4 separate regions of the Mus musculus genome follow, and regions 2, 3 and 4 are each linked to region 1. A link is a contact called in public Hi-C data. All regions are on one chromosome and are shown on one strand. The core of a region is the stretch at or near the end of the contact, and the rest is flanking DNA. Distances in the headings are between cores, read along the strand shown. Region 1 overlaps Gm31195 (a long non-coding RNA gene). Region 2 has its middle 110 kb from the start of Eya1. Region 3 has its middle 190 kb from the start of Eya1. Region 4 has its middle 130 kb from the start of Msc.

Region 1 (2,700 bases), core at 56-2,555:
AGCCTCAACCGGACACCATCAGTCAGAGGTTGTTTATGACTAGGGATCTAAAGACCTGCAAATACATTCTGCCTACGCCAAAGCACCTGGAAGCTTACAGGCTGCAGCACTCCTAAATAGATTAAATGTTCTATTCTACAGAGACCAGACACGGCTGATAGAGAAAAATCCAACAGGAAGAGTGAGAAGTATATTTTATTAACTGCCAGGAACTGGGTACTAAAAACCTCATTGCTTTAAGTAAAAAAAAGTTCCCTTGACTGTGCTGGCTATAAAAGGGGCATGTTGACCCTTTATCTCTTCGTTCTTTTAAGACAAGCTATATAAAAAGAGGAAAATATCAAAGTGACCTCAAAACATGAAGGAAAAGACACATTCCAATAAAATGTCATTTTCTTTTTCTTGTTTTCAAATTACCTTCCCCCCTCACTCCTGTGTTCTCTTTCCTCTTTGTGTCAGGACATTTGACCTGATGTCCTGTGTTCTTCTCTAAGACATAGCCGTGTGGATGTTTCTTAATGTTAAGCTTGTTTTTGTGTTCTGTTTCCCTAAACATGAATCCATTGTTTTGGAGTCAGAAGAACATATTGGAAATGGTAGTGTGCATCCTGCATGAGCGACTGAGAGTGCATCTGAGGAGTCTGGGGAGAGTTAATTGCTGACTCCTTGGAAAACTTGAGCAACAGATTTGGCCTCTGGCAAGGCAATTTTATAAAAGTAAGGACAAATAGTGAGCCAGACTGTCTCCCAGCTATGCCAGACGAAAATCTGTCTCTCTGTCTGTCTCATGCATGCATGCATGCATGCAAACATATATACACACAGACACAAAGATACACAGTTATTCATGCATACAGTCATTACACTCTCATACACATACACAAACATACATGCACCCACAGACACGTTACCTATATCACCAGTGAAGTTTAAGTTCATTTTTCTAGAACCACTCAACAAATTATCTTCTAGTTAAAAGCTGCCTGCATCAATTTTGACTTTCTTCATGTAGATTGTTCAGCACTGGGGTTTAACATCCTGACCTAACATTTGACATATTAATCCTAATTTTAATCCGATACCAAGGCATTCTGTTGTACTGAATCAATTCAAGTTAGTTCAGAATTAGGTTGCTCCCACCCAGAATCAATAGCCCCACTGTTACCTTTCTCCAAAGCTGACCACCCAGTTTTGTGAGGATCTGCACTGACTTAGAAAATCTGCCACTACTGGAAGAACCGGCAGCTCAGATGCAGCCTGTCATTCTTCCGGTCTATACAATACCCGCTCTTTGTCTGTCGTCTCCTGAATAGCCTGACAGAACTCTGGCCTGCCAGGCAATGAGATCTTTATTCTCCTGGAAGGAATGCTTTGCACACCAACATTATTAAGAAATTTCTGGACAATGTTTAGTGGCTAAAGACTAATCCAAGGTTCTATTAAAAAGGCATCTGGGTAATTAAAAGCACATTTGTTCTCAGCCTCCTCCCAATTTGTCCATTAGTGGAATAAAAGTCCAGGACAAAGGGTCATGTGGTTCGGTTATATTTTACAAGAATTCTTCAGGAAGTTGAAAACACATGAGCGTTTTCCAAAGATACATATGTTTATGGCCTCCTGGCACAGCAACTACAAAGGTCCCTGGCTTTAAGTGGAGGCTGCTTGTGACCAGTTGCTATTGCAATCAAGAAACTTGTACTGAATCTTCACAATTTGTCCCTGAAATGATCAAGTTTGTTGTTAGAAGGCTCCCCAAACAGGGACAAGCTGGCACATTATCTCCTTTGGGTTAAGGTTAAAAAGAATCGCCTCCCTGTGTGTTTATCCATTTGAAAAACGAAACAAATAAGCAAAAAAATTCAAATACTTTTATATGCTTTTACCTTACAGCTGAAGGCTCTTCTGAGCTCTCTTTCTAATGGATTTTTCATGCATTCAGAAACCCCAGGCACCAAATTTCTACATTACTACCTAGCAAAGTTCAGTTTTCAAAACGATACATTCTTTGTCATTCCTATTAGTTTGTCTTAAAAGCTGGATAGGTTGAGAAATTCATAGCTATGTGTAGATAAAAGTTTAAAACACCTTTAAAAGTACCTTAAAATTAAGTGAAGACTTAGTATGCTTCTGTAGGCTTCTGTTAAATCACTAACAGTGCAAGGATCTGGAATTCATCAGGATTACCATGCTACAGTGTGTGTGTGTGTGTGTGTGTGTGTGTGTGTGTGCGCGCGCCTGTGTGCATGTTTGCAGACCTTGAGAAAGTGGGATGCTGGCAACAACAAGGACACAATCAATGTCGAGTGGTTAGGGAGGGTGCCAGGTAGGCAGACAGACAGACAGACAGACACACACACACACACACACACACACACATACACACACACACACACACACACACACACACACACACACACACACACCACACACACACACACACACACACACACACACACACACGAGCACACACACGAGCACACACATGAACACAGATTGGAGAAGAAAGAGAAACGGAGACTCTCAACTCGGGTTCTACCACCTGTTTTGGATATATCAGATCAAGATGTAAATTTTGCTTACTGTTATTCGAGTGCTTCCTAAAGGCCAGGCTAGGTATTTCTCTGGATCAGCATATCAAATTCTGACAGGGGTATAAATCATCCTCATTTTCAGATGATGCTTATATGATGTGAGCAAGGT
Region 2 (2,700 bases), core at 164-2,663, 560 kb after region 1:
CAGGAGAGGTTGCTTTCCCTTACTGCTCAGTTTTGCCTCCTCTTGGAGAAGGCATGGCATGGCTTGTCACAGCCAAGCACTCAGAGAGAAACACTGCACACATAGACATTTTCCTTTAAGGACCTGAGAGATCTAGACAAGAGAAGAAGTGCCCAGCTTGGTTCTACTATGTTTGGTGTAGGCAGTTAGTCAGGAGCATGAGCCTGGTTTCCATAGTTTGATGGTTAGGTTAGACTGGATTGCTCTTTCTGTCCCCAAACGCTGACACATGGGTTTCTAAAACACAACTCTGCCCTTAAGACATAGCTTGCCATCCAAGGAGTCATTCCAGATTCATTGTGAGAAACAGTAGGTAGCAGGAGGAAGGATATTAGTGACACTGGTTGTGGAGGCCTGTGTCACACTTCCCAGTTCATAATCTGCAGGGCCAAAGGTGCCATTCTCTTCCCTTTCAGTGTGCCTCATGGGGCATCTCTCAAGTGGTTCCAGACTCAGGATTAGTAAGGCAGAGATGCAGAGCAGCATGACACTCTCTCTTCTCTAAGTTTCCTATGAGCGTTTCACAGACTTAAGTGATTACTGTCAATCACTGGTAACCATGTATACACACACAAAAAAAAAATGTTACCGGGAAATAACCATCAAAATCTGACTGTATTATTTAGACCACGAGACAAAGTGTTTGCCGCTAGGACTGATGGAGAAAATCACTGCAGGTGTAGTTCCCATAGTATTTAAGAAGCTCTAATATAACGCTCACATTGGTTTACTGTAATTACAGTGGATTAGTTCACATTCTTCAGACTCACTTTGCTGTGTAAAATGAGAAGTTCAGGGCCCTGCTCTCCAAAAAGCCCTTCCAGGGTGAAGTCTAAGTAGCTGATCTCAACACAGTCTACAGAGATCTGATGCTTTTCCTGTACCGTCCACCATAGAATTACTGCCGGCTCTCTACCATTCTACTTTCTACTTATAATTTAGGTATTTTTCCATAGCAATAGGCTTCCATGTAGTTTCTTGTCAAAGACTGTGAGATCATTATGTGTAGCCCTCTATTATGGGAACCTCAAGGTGTTTGGTTTAAGCCAAAGCTACTTAGCTGGCTGTGGCCTTCTGAGTGGTGGAGTGCTTGCCTGGCATGTGTTTCACTATGATCAGATTCTCATCTTCACACTGCACAAAGTCCCTGCTCTCAAGAACCTCATCCTTGGGGGTAAGACAGGCAGCATGAAAGTATAAAACTTCCATATTTGGTGTGGAATGCAACCCAGTGGTAGAGGACTTGCTTAGCATACATAAGATTCTGGGTTTGATCCCTGACAGCCCCAGACCAACAGTCTGATAATGACAACTCACAATACAGACTGGGAGATATCATTTGTAGTATATCCAATACAGTCAGCTTCCCTAATGAGTTCCTGTGAACAATTAAGGGGAAAACCTAAGTGAACAAAGAGAGGTGAACAGTCACTTAGCATAAGAGGGTAACAGAGGCACATGAAGATACTTCTAACAAATGCAGATTAAAGTCCTAATGAACAATTGCTGGATAGCCTTGGGGCTAATTATATTTGATGTTAATTCGGTTCTCCTGAGAGGGGTTGTGAACAAAAACTGAGTCAGCACTCAGGTGATTTCCTGTAAACCTGCTTCCCTCCTTAATTTGTAAAATAAAGAAGAGCTGATGACTGAGCAGATAAAAGGGAAGGTGGAGCTGAAGGTGGGAAAGAGAAGAAGGAGAAAGTGGACAAGGGAGAAGATGCGGAGGAGGAGGAGGAGGAAGAAAAGCAGAGCGGGAGCACATGGCCTGGAGAAACTGCAAGTTCTAAGGGGCCTCATAAATGTAGAAGATGGTAGTGTAGCAGAGATCTGCCCAATCTAGATGCACAGCATGTAATTATATTAACTGTGTTGTGTTTTCATTGCCGGGGCTTATTTGGGATGGAGAGTTACACAACAATGATAAGCAGATAAGCAGAGGATCGAGTCATTCCTGGAGATGGTGAAGGTGCAACATAAAAGCACCTTCTATTGGGTCAGAAGACAGTGTAGCAGGACCATCTAAACTAAAACATGCATCTTCCTTATGATTGTGGTACTGACTAGAGTTGCTTGGGAAGAGGGAACATCAATTGAGAAAATGTCCTCAACAGATTGGCTTTTGTCTTGACCAATGATTGATGTGGGAGGGCCCCTCTCCTATGGTTGGTGCCACCCTTGCACTGGTGGGTTTGAGTGTTATAAAAAGGCAGGTTGAGAAAGCCATGAGAAGCAACTCAGTAAGCAGCACTCCTCTTTGGTCTCTGCTTCAGTTGCTGACTCCAGGTTCCTGGCCAACCTCCTCAGGAAGACAGACTATAAGCCAAAGGGTGAAATAAATCTGTTTCTTCTCACGTTGTTTTTGGTTGTAGTGTTTTAACACAGCAATAGAAACCAAGGATAACCATCAATACCATTATTGGAACAAATGAGTCTTTATGTCCAAAACTAGGACAAAAATCAGACTACCCAGAAATGTTATACTTACAATATATTTTTTAAAAAGTACAGTGGGCAAGTCAAATATATATTAGTGATATATAGAATAAAGTATGGGATAGTTAGGCACTGAATTGCTGCATAGCAATGACAAGCATGGTCCCATAGTCAATATACTGAGTGAGACTGAAGAGTACAGATAAGGATTCTTTGTGTTTCAGA
Region 3 (2,700 bases), core at 25-2,524, 640 kb after region 1:
AAATGAAGAGGTTGAATTCATGAAAAACATGAATTAGATCTCGAGTTTATGCTGCTTAGACTATTTATTTCCCCACACATACTCCTGGAATTTACTTAGGTTTAATTTTGATTACAACTTTCTTACCATGCTATTTGATAGATAGCTAATTATACACACACACACACACAGACACACAGACACACAAACTTTGGTTTAAAGTTGTAAGTTCTTATAAAAAAAGCAATAGCAACAACAAAGACCCAACCCTGTTCCATTCTAAGTTCTGTTACCATAAAAAAGAAAACTAAATCTTTGAGAGCTTGAGCTCTCTTACAGTTTTAACAATCAGGACTTTTTCTTAAAAAGCATGGCTTGTGGAAGGGCACTCATTTGGACAAAATAAGCAGCAGTGCATTGACTTGCAGCACTCCTGAAGGCCAGTATCAGAGGGAGCAATAAAGATCATTTCCAAACTTTCCTGTCCTCCATGCCAAACCAGAACCCACCCAAGTGCCAAGATTAGTGCCAAAGGAGTGGTGGCAGGCAGAGAGCAAAATGACCTGTCCGATAAGCAAAGCATGTCTGGGGTGAGGCAAATTATGTTTCCAGCAGAGCACTTGTCTTCATTTCTGGACATGTTCTGGGAGGCACTCTGAAGGGCCAGTTTCCCTAATGAAAACCTAATGTGCCTGGGAGTATTAGTCCGATCTGCAGAGATTGCACGTGCTGATTGAGACTGACTGCTTTCCTTTTGTTGTCTGCTTGCTTGGCTGGGTGGTATGTTTTACTCTTGCTATCATGTGGTTGTTTTTCAAACACTAGACACATGCAATTCCTAAGCTGTCCTTTAAGGATCAGAACTGAATTCTGCTTCATGGACTCACTTCACCCAAGCATTAACAGGATACTAAAACGGTGGATTATCTGAATCACAGCTGTAACATATATAATGTATAGTGAGCTTGAACAGAGGGGGCAAATTTCATCCTCTTAGTTTGATCCCCACAAAGCATGTTGAATACTCCTGCCGTTTTAATCCTGAAATCTTTGTCCCAGATTTCTAATTGTTAATTTGCTGAAGATCCCGAAGTAAGCGCCCAACCTAAACAGACACAACACGTTAGAGACATTTTCCTCTTAAACGATCGAATCTATATTTTCAAAAGTAAAACTCAAATTACTTGACAAAGATCTAAGAGAACCACTGGTAATCGGGTAGGGTAAAATGCTGCATGGACTCTGAGCTTTTCACAAACAACAAAAAAAGTGTAATTGCTGCTCATAGCGTGTTTTAATCTTCGAAGTTATGTATGATTCCTTAAAGACTGAAGTCAGTAATTTAATGAGCCTGGGTTGCGATCCTGCAGCACTTGCATTTTGACAAGCAATCAGACTAATTTACATTTACAGAGGCAAACTGGAAGTGTTGTGTTTACCTGTGGTGTTGAATGTGGCTTTCCAGAGAGTTCAGACAGAAGGGGACATGAATACACTTTGAAAATTAATTGCATGTTAAAAGTGCTGATTAAACCGTTTGCTCCGGAAAAACGAAAAATGTATAGTGCAGGAAATACTGGGAAAGGTAGCTTGCAAGATCAGTAATAGTTGACCCATTTGAAAATTGAGATGAGAAAAAAGAGGAGGAAGAGGAGGAAGAAGAGGAGGAGGAGGGTAGGGCAGAGGGTCGCACGATGTTCTGTAGCTACGAAGGACTCGTCCTGGACCAAAGACCAAAGGACTCCAGCCGGATGCAGATAGTTAAGTGAAATTCACCTCAGACAGGAGGGTTTCCTTTGTTGATTTCTAGTCCTCTCTGTGTAAACCTAGCTTCTTGCTCAATGCTTCTCTGTTCCCTCCAAGCTAGGAGGCTGGGACTTTCTCGGTAGTCAGCAGCGCATCCCAGGGGATCAGCTCGGCCAGCAAGTCCTGATTAGCGGGCCCTGTAGCTCTTTCTGGTGGCTCTGCAATCCGAAATCAGACCCTTTTTCTCACTCTGCATTGGTTTTCTTACTACTGAGAGAGAGAGAGAGAGAGAGAGAGAGAGAGAGAGAGAGAGAGAGAGAGAGAAGAAAAGGGAAAAGAAAAAAAAGGAAAAGAAAACAAAAAATCCCAAACCCAAACTGTATAAGAAACTGGAGAACAGCTGGAGAAGTAGAAGCCCACACGTGGTTCTGTAAATTGGGTGGGAGGGGGAGGGGGCGGGGGGAGGGGAGAGAAGTGAAAGTAGGAATGAGGATAGTCTGAGCCTTCCTTATTTTTCCTTTCTAGTATATATTGTTTTAGCTCTTTCCAGCCCCGCTTGTCTGATAAAAGTGGAAACTAGATGACAGTGGTTTCAACACACGGTGTTAAACGTAGCAGCAGCAGCACACTGGAAATGTTTGTGGGATACTTCGGAGGCATCTCAAAGAGAGATGCTGTTGGCAAGGCTGTTCCGATGCGGGAGATAGTTCCCCCAAAGAGATATGAACAGCGCCTTTGTCTAAACTCAAGATTAAAAGATGTGTCTACTTCCTCAAACAGGATATTCGAATTTCATTCATTAATAGTGACTCTCTTCTCTTAAGAAGTAGAGAAAATGAAGATTTTTGGTAGCTTTTTCGTCTTTAAAAACAGGTAGGCGGGGGAGTGGCTTACTTCTGGAAGCTGTGTTGTTTCACTAATTTAATTTTTTAACGAAAGGACATATTTTTGTGAGTCAAAAAGACAAATATTGTC
Region 4 (2,700 bases), core at 131-2,630, 770 kb after region 1:
CTAATGAGTAATCTGATTTTTCCAGACAGGATCTTGTTCTGTAGCCCAGGCTGGCTTGGCACTTTCTTTGGTTCTTATGACTCATCCTCTCAAATTCTGAGATTCCTGAGACGTACCACTGGACGCATTCTAAAATATATTTTAAAGAAGAAAAGCTCTGAGGCTGGGGAGATGGCCCAGTGGGTAAAGGTGTTTGCCTCCAAGCCTGAGGGCACAAATATTGAAAGAAGAGAACTGACTGACTCCCAAAAGTTGCCCTCTGACATCTATAAATGCAGTGTAATATGTTGCCCTCCCACCCCCACATGCAAACTGCACACAAATAAAATAAGCACTTCTATTTTAAATCAAGAAGAGAGCTGTAGATGAAAACATCAGCTTGGATGGCCAAACTCTGTATGTATGTGCACATGCCCACATGTGTATACATCACATGTGCACACGTGCACATTAAAAAGAAAGATTATAGTTCTAATGAACTGCACAATATATTTCATGTTGCTACTTTAATTTTTGTATTAAATAGGGTTTGGTATGGGCAATGAATACATGCCATATGAAAATTTGTCTTCTTTGACTTGATATGATGAGTAATTATATGTGTTTGAGTATAACATTTTTTTCTTAGGCCCTTTCGCATTTCTGATATTTTCTTTCTATTTTGAACGTTTTTAATCCATGCTGATCTTCATACTCTCCAAGTAGAAAAACAAATAAGGGCAAAATAAAAGTAAGTATCTCTATGGCATTTACACAAACAGAAAATGTATTTATAAATTAAATACAAAGCCAGTAAAATTCAAATTGATAATATTAATTACTGTCATTTTGTTGAAAATGGAACTGGGGACTGTAGTGCATATTCTTTTGACATCTTTTGACTTCAGCATGCCTTAATTACTGAGTGTTATGTGATACTTCAAGCCTTTCATTATTCAGAATCGATCTGAATTAACTTTGAATCTGCATGTCATCAACGCAGGCCATTGTCCTCAAGCTTCCCTCAGCCAGTTCAGCTATAATGTAGCAGGTGCTGCTGCTGTGTTCCAGAAGGCAGATGTGCGCATGCACCCTGGGACGAATACTCAGTGCCTTGGCCCTCCACATAAGCCCAACTATGTTAGCTTTTAAGATAGTCATCAGAATAAGTAAAAACAGAATTAAAATACATCCATGGATAGCTTGCAAATCTCCCAAGAGAGCTGTAGGCATTCCAGTTAAGAAGCCTTAGTATTATTTCTTGAAATTGACTAATTATTTGTTACCATGTAAGACAATAGCTTGGCAATTTTCCTGATAGATTCCATAGGATCTACCAAGTACAAAGCATCATTTTCTGTCTTTCTGTTCTGTGCCTTTTCCCGGGAGGCGAAAGAGATTTCCTCCCCAGGACAATAATGGCCCTTCCTGGCACACATGTTAATCTGAGAATTCAGAAACTCTGACTTGGAACTCTGAATGCCAACAGTCGTGGGCGTAAAATGAAGTAATTTATGTGTCATAGCTAATTAAGATTATAGTATTTCAAGGCACTTGAAATTCAAGTTCAAAGATGTTTTAGTGCTTTTCTCTGACCGGTGGTGTCAAGGAGCGCTTGAGAGAGTTTCCTGCCCACAGCAACAAGCAGGCAGTAGCTCATTCCCCATCTCCTGTAATTAAAACAGCACTTTTTGCACACTTCTTTGGAGTACTAATTCTTTTCAGAGAAAACTGAGTTATTATTTTATTTAAAAGTGGAAAGCCTTTGTGGACTCTGTTTCTGATTTTTTTTTTCCCCATTGGAAAATTGATTTGATGAATTCTAACTGTTTTTCTGATACAAGCAAAGTACAAAATTATGAACAGAAAGGAAGAGAAGACAACCACACAGAGATACACTATAGATTTTTCTTTTTATTGTTAGAGAATTTCATACAAGCATATCTGTTCTGATCTAATCCACCTCCACTTCCTCCCCTGCACCTCCTTCTCAAGCCCCTACCACCTTTTTTCCCAGCTTCCCGTGCTGTCTTCTGTTTTTTCCTTTGTTTTGTTTCTTTGTTTTTGTTTTTCCCATCAGGTACACCTATTGATGCCTGTATGTGTGTGGATGGAGGAACATCTACTGGAGCCTTTCACATGAAGCATTCCTGAAGAGAACTGACTTTCAGATCATCAGTAACCCTCAATTGCTAATAGCTGTGCAGATGGGGTGCGCCTTTGTGAGTCCATCCCCAATCTGTGCCAGGGTTGTGGCTGGCTTGTTCTTGTGCGGATCTTATTTACGCCCTCACAGCCACTGTCCATTCCCTTGTACAATGGTGTTACTGTGTCTCACAAACAGTTTTCCTGCAGATGTCCCTTACTTTTGGCTCTGGCTTTACACTCTTTCCATGCACTCCTGTCCCTGAGCTCTGGGGAAAGAGAGAGATATAGACATCCCATTCAGAGCTGAGCACTTCATCAAATATATATATATATATATATATATATATATATATATATATATATATATATATATATATATATATATTGTGTGTGTGTGTGTGGTTCTGGGGTTTGAACCTGGGGATTGGGTATTCTTGGAAAATGTTACACAGCCTTCTGCATCTCAACCTCCTATTATAGATTCGTCGATGAGACCCAAAGTAATTCTGTTGCAATTCATCAGCAGCTTTTTCATATGAAAGATTAATTTTTTTATTCTCTGACCCTGCTTAG

The links. A called contact is a pair of places that touch in the nucleus more often than the background predicts.
Region 2: a Hi-C map of the N1E-115 cell line shows a contact between it and region 1, with 4 times the contacts expected there. The contact joins two enhancer-like sites. A contact is called at or near these places in 1 of 484 Hi-C or Micro-C datasets (the N1E-115 cell line) and 1 of 9 other capture datasets (embryonic stem cells).
Region 3: a Hi-C map of the N1E-115 cell line shows a contact between it and region 1, with 8 times the contacts expected there. The contact joins two enhancer-like sites. A contact is called at or near these places in 2 of 484 Hi-C or Micro-C datasets (the N1E-115 cell line and uterus) and 4 of 115 datasets of contacts at active chromatin or transcription factors (embryonic forebrain, embryonic midbrain, forebrain and 1 more).
Region 4: a Hi-C map of the N1E-115 cell line shows a contact between it and region 1, with 2.7 times the contacts expected there. The contact joins two enhancer-like sites. A contact is called at or near these places in 3 of 484 Hi-C or Micro-C datasets (the N1E-115 cell line, bone marrow-derived macrophages and uterus), 1 of 115 datasets of contacts at active chromatin or transcription factors (embryonic stem cells) and 1 of 9 other capture datasets (embryonic stem cells).

The regions. Positions count from the first base shown.
Region 1 is chr1:13,859,951-13,862,650 of GRCm38.p6, forward strand. The region is part of intron 1 of Gm31195 (a long non-coding RNA gene); the gene reads left to right. Among named protein-coding and RNA genes, the nearest start is that of Gm31195, 15 kb to the left of the region's middle. Within about 2 kb of position 1,306, at least 19 of the 459 cell types and tissues checked have an H3K27ac peak or open chromatin away from gene starts, as enhancers often do. A contact at or near this core is called in the N1E-115 cell line, where this site is marked.
Region 2 is chr1:14,419,693-14,422,392 of GRCm38.p6, forward strand. No RefSeq gene overlaps it. Among named protein-coding and RNA genes, the nearest start is that of Eya1, 110 kb to the left of the region's middle. Within about 2 kb of position 1,414, at least 4 of the 459 cell types and tissues checked have an H3K27ac peak or open chromatin away from gene starts, as enhancers often do. A contact at or near this core is called in the N1E-115 cell line, where this site is marked.
Region 3 is chr1:14,502,702-14,505,401 of GRCm38.p6, forward strand. No RefSeq gene overlaps it. Among named protein-coding and RNA genes, the nearest start is that of Eya1, 190 kb to the left of the region's middle. Within about 2 kb of position 1,275, at least 27 of the 459 cell types and tissues checked have an H3K27ac peak or open chromatin away from gene starts, as enhancers often do. A contact at or near this core is called in the N1E-115 cell line, where this site is marked.
Region 4 is chr1:14,625,876-14,628,575 of GRCm38.p6, forward strand. No RefSeq gene overlaps it. Among named protein-coding and RNA genes, the nearest start is that of Msc, 130 kb to the right of the region's middle. Within about 2 kb of position 1,381, at least 7 of the 459 cell types and tissues checked have an H3K27ac peak or open chromatin away from gene starts, as enhancers often do. A contact at or near this core is called in the N1E-115 cell line, where this site is marked.